Regions from separate parts of the Lactuca sativa genome. Here region 1 is linked to region 2. A link is a contact called in public Hi-C data. All regions are on one chromosome and are shown on one strand. Each heading gives the region's core, a stretch centred on a gene start, on an enhancer-like site or on the middle of the called end of the contact. The rest is flanking DNA. Distances are from core to core; before and after follow the strand shown.

Evidence for each region. A called contact is a pair of places that touch in the nucleus more often than the background predicts.
Region 1: a Hi-C map of leaf shows a contact between it and region 2, with 3 times the contacts expected there. The contact joins the promoter of LOC111881313 here to the promoter of LOC111881223 in region 2. A contact is called at or near these places in 2 of 4 Hi-C or Micro-C datasets (both in leaf).

The regions. Positions count from the first base shown.
Region 1 is chr9:12,705,809-12,708,547 of Lsat_Salinas_v11, reverse strand. It overlaps LOC111881313 (protein NPGR2), which reads right to left and starts at 1,312. Exons shown (of 6, transcript XM_023877726.3): 1 at 998-1,312; 2 at 344-637; 3 at 6-258. The coding sequence starts at 613.
Region 2 is chr9:12,577,950-12,580,649 of Lsat_Salinas_v11, reverse strand. It overlaps LOC111881223 (succinate--CoA ligase [ADP-forming] subunit beta, mitochondrial), which reads left to right and starts at 1,449. Exons shown (of 14, transcript XM_052767322.1): 1 at 1,449-1,574; 2 at 1,722-1,850; 3 at 2,449-2,559. The coding sequence starts at 1,749.

The sequences.
Region 1 (2,739 bases), core at 63-2,562, 130 kb before region 2:
AATACCTTTATATCGACCGAGAATCTGCAACGATTTTGACTTTAAGAAAATTGCTTCTAGAAGTAGACTAAGAGCGTGTGGTGATAATGGTGGAGTTGCGTAATTATGAGAACGTTTTTTACGAGGCTGCGCTCTTATAGCTAGACTAATTTTAATCTTTGGAGTAATGGTGGCGATATCTATCCCTTCAAAGACATGAAGAGCCGCTTCAATGTTTCCTTTCTGATACTCGTATCTTCCTAACAATGCTCTTGCTTCCTGCATAAAAATATACTACGATTTATGAGTATTTCTTTCTTTCTTTTTTAATTAATGCATTGATGGAAAATATTGGAAAACGGACCTCATAATTCAGAGAACCACTTTCGCGAAGCGATAACTCTGCTTCTTCAATACTAACTGTATCCGGTTTCTTATCGTTCTCCCCTACAGTTTGAGAAGAATAAAGACTAATTGAGTAGTCCTTCGTCCCTGTCGATTCTGATGAAGGGATCATCTCATTTGGGCTATTTGATCGTTTACACGAGCACAGGCACTGCACGACTTTTCTGAACCTCAGGTTTGGTCTATTCTGGTTTCGCTCTCTAGTCGGAATCGGATTACTATTCCTCATACTCTCTTTCCACCCTCGAGAAATCTTTAACCACACAAAACCAATGATCAATAACCCTCGAATCAGATAAGAAATTCGGTGTTTTGTAAGTATAATTTCGTGAAATCATAAGCAGTTTAACAACATCAATTATCAGAAAAGTATTAAAGTTGACTTGTAATTGGAAAGATCTTGAAACAATCAAATACCCAATTGGAAATTCCCAATTTCCGGTCAAGAAGATAACAAAATCTGCCCAATTCAATCCCTGAAAACCCTAATAAAAAAAACCCGCAAAACCCTAAGCAGATTTCTGAATATATGGTTGATAAAACATTGAAGTTACAAGAACACCCGGTGTTGATTCAGAAAACGGAAAATTATATTTATAAAGAACAGGATTACCTTTCTTTATGGCAACTGAAATTGAGGAAACATGGCACATGAAAATCAGAACCCATCTTCAGTTTCAATCAGAACTATATTCAAAAGGCTTTTGATCAACACAACAGAATCAAATAAAGCTTGGAGCTTTTCTTCGCTTTTCTTTTTTCTTTATCGAGAAACTACATTCAAATACTGAAACTAGATTTCTTTGCTTTAGTTGATGAATTGAATTGAAGGTCTAAAGAAACGTATACCGGTATAGAAAGAATTCTTTTAAAGCTGGAAACAAGGAGATATCGAAGAATCTTGAACCGTAAGATTGAAGTTTATATTTGTAATCTTCATTTATTATTGTTTATTTTATTGTGTGAAATAAATGCAGTTGGAAAGAAAATAATAAAAAAAGGAATTGGGTATTTGAGTATGGACAAATTTAATTTGAAAAAGAATAAGGAAGGCCCATGGAGTTTAAGGGGTTAACTGTCAGTCTCACTAGGCTCTTATCTTGCCAACTGGATTTAAATGCACTCTCATTTACAGATATTAATCTATTATTATTTTTTTTTTCTTTTTAACATTTGATCGCAAGGAAAATGATAATGTTAGAAGTAATCTATGTTAGGAAATTTTAATATAAATATTTATAATTTTATTAATTTTAGACATATATAAATATATAGTATATATGTATATAATTAACTCTAATTGGGTTTATGCTCTACTCCATGAAATCTTCAAAACAATATATGTATGTCCAAAATGGAATATATGTGAATGAGATATATATAATTAAAGTTGGGTATTTGATAATAAAAATTAGCAAATGAAATGAGTGTGGAAATAAATCTCACATTGATAGAAATATCATACTCTAATGAGTTTATAAACTTAAATGTATGATAGGCTTAGCTTGTATATACAATTTTATTCCAACATCTAATTTTAATACAAGAATATTAACATAATTTTTAGTGTATCATTCTACATCAAAATAAACATAAAAAATAAGGGACAATTACTAATTTAGCTAAATTAAAGAAGTGATTAACAATTTTTAACCAAAAATTAGGATTTGTCCCAAACTAGCCCACGAAACCGTATGTGGTTAAAATGGTCTACTGTTTCGCCCATTTATCTACTGTTTGGATTTTAGTATATAAAGATTATTTTTTCATTTTTCACTACGAAATCGTAGACGAAAAAATGGTTTACTGTTTCCTCTGAGAAGTCTACTGTTTCCCAGATAATAGATTAAAAATAATCTACTGTTTTGTCCAAAACCTACGGTTTTAAGTTTTTTTTTTTTTTTTTCTTAATGAAAAAAGCACTAACTTTTACTGTAAAAGAGATTTTACTTTTAATATATAGTAGATACGATATAGTAGTCAAAAAGTTAGTGTTATTTTCATTTAAAAAAAACCCCAAACCGTAGTTTTTTTAGAGGAAACAATAGATTATTTTTAATCTACTATTTGGGAAACAGTAGACTTCTCAGAGGAAACAGTAGACCATTTTTTCGTCTACGGTTTCGTAATGAAAAATGAAAAAGAAAATCTTTATATACAAAAATCAAAACAAGTAGGTAAATTGGCGAAACAGTAGACCATTTTAACCACTTACGGTTTCGATGACTAGTTTGGGACAAATCCTAATTTTTGACTAAATAGTGATAAGCCATTAATGAATTTGGTTAGATTAATAATTTTCCCAAAAAATAATCACTTTTCATAAGACAATTTTAATATTATAAAAGTATCAAG
Region 2 (2,700 bases), core at 200-2,699:
GCAAGAGGTTAGAGATGATGAGTTTGAAGATATTATATATATATATATATATATATATATATATATATATATATATATATATATATATATATATATATATATATATATATATATATATATATATATATATATATATATATATATATAACGAGACATGAAAAAAATGGATATGTTAGAAAATTATGCAATAAACTAAAGACAAAAACAAACATCAACAATCAACATCATTATAAAGTTGATACGTTTGCCATAGTTATTGATATGTAACTTCAACACCATGTTCTCATGTTTTTTTAAAGAAGAAAATGAGAGCAAACGAGATGATATGAGTGTTCTTGAGGTTTTTATTTTTATTTATTTTTCTAAGGAGAAGATGGGAAAGAAATGAAAAGAAATAGATGTTCTTGAGTTTTTTTAAGGAGGAGAAAAAAATGAAAAGAAAAAAAAGATTTTTTCGAGTTTTATTTAAGAAAGGAAAGAGAAGGACTTGGGAGGGAAAGACAAGACTTATTTTTTCAGTTTTATTTCCACTCATTTTTTGGATGATTGAGAGGGAAAGAGAGGGGAATGAGAAAAGTAAAGAAAGTTCCCATTCTTTTTCTAGGTGCAAGAGTTTTGTGATCATTGCAAGATAAACACCAAATTATTTACACATATGGCGATTTTAAACTTGTGTTACTCAATTTATTATTTCGGCGCACTAAATCATGATTTTACGGAGGCGAAAAGAATGAATATTACACAAGAACTTGATTTTCATTATGATGTTTATGAAAGAAGATGATCGTTTTTTTAATTTCAATGGAATCACCTACCTTTTCTTGAGTCATGATGGAAACAAGAAAACACATTTCTTATTACATGGTATATTGGCTAGAAAAGTTGGTATTGGTGTTGCCTTTACAACGATGACAAATATGAGATGTATTTCAATTATGAAATTTGCTAAATTGGATTTGAGAAATCGGATCTATGATGATTTTTGAGTGCTTCTTTGATGTCTTTCATTGAAAAAGAAGAATTCATAAAAATTACAAATGATTTTATAGTTGATCGTTTCCGAGAGGACATGACAAGTCGAAGATGACAATTATATTAGAATTTGAACATTTTTTTGGTAATGCAACTTTGTAATCGGTATTTAAAATCGTTTTAACCTGAAAAAATAATAATAATTTGATAATTTTTTCATATACCCTCAACGTATCAAAATCATGGATCCACCAATGGTAAATCACAATCACACCAACGATATAATGCACCTCCATGTTTGTTGGATAGGTAACAAGAGGAAAACGGCCTGACCAAATGTATTTGCTATGATGTAAACAAAAAATTTTATTTTGATTTTTAAACAAACAAATTAAATTTTGAGGTAAAAAAAATATAACCGTGAGAAAAAAATTATTACGGTAAGAAACCATTAACCCGGTTTCAATAGTTGAATTAGAATTTAGAACATAGCAACGAAGATATGAATATTGAAAAGGGCCAACGTTGCGTTTTATTCTACGCGGTTAACGGAAGGTTAACAAGGGCTTGTTTTTGTTTCCATTCCTATTTCCGGTGTACAGGTCAGTCGTCTCCCCGCCTCCGTTTCACCTCTTTCATTTCTCCTTTCTTTTTTCTTTTCTTTTCTCAATATTAGGGCTTCTGATTTCGGTTTTATAATCATCTCGATTCGATCTATTCTCTATATAACTGTTTATTCTCCGTACTAGATCTTGTTGAACTCAACCAACAGAAAAATGGTGAGAGGATTGGTCAACAAGCTCGCATCTGAATCGCTGAAGGTTGCGGGAAAATGGCAACAACAGCAGCTCCGCCGTCTCAATATCCACGAATATCAGGTACCGTTCCTCCGTTCTTCGCTTATAGTTATATCCTTTTGGTTTTTATTAGCGTAGCGTATGTATATTTGTGATCAACGGTCCTATTTTGTTATAACTGCATCTGTTGTACGACGAAAGAAAAATAAAGAAAGAACACAAAGAGATGTAGGGATTTCGAGTTTGATATGCGCGAATTAGCTATTGTTTTTGAAATTGAGATATGCGCCTATGGTTCACTTGGTTACATGATGTTATCACGGCATCTGCTAGATAGCAAAGATATGAAAAGAATAAGAACACGAAGTGATACATGTTTTTGACTTTGATATCCTAGAATTAAGTATTGATCTTAGAAATTAAAATATATCCTTTGGTAGGTATTAATCTCTTGTCTCCAATTCTGCTAAAATTTGTCATAAGTTGGACTGTTATAAGTTACTGAATCATAGTAATATTAGCTTTGTTTTGATGTCTACTGTTCTTCTAGACTCGGATGTCTACCTACATTTGTTCTCCTAGCTTAGTGCACAGCATGGCATCAGTTTACAGATGTTATCACAACTTTACATGCTATGTTTTATCTATAGTTACTTACTCACATGAGCTCTTGCATCAGGGAGCTGAATTGATGGGCAAGTTTGGTATTAATGTTCCAAAAGGTGTTGCTGTTTCCTCTGTTGAGGAAGTCAGAAAGGCTATACAAACAACTTTTCCAAATGAAAAGGAGGTAATTAAACATAAACTTTTTTTTTTCTTCTTTAATTTTTGTTTGGATGTTCAAAGGGTATATATGAGAAGTAAAAACATGATCAAGGCTTTTTCCTTTTAAATGTCAAAAAGTGATGTAATAAGCCATAATGGTTGAAAC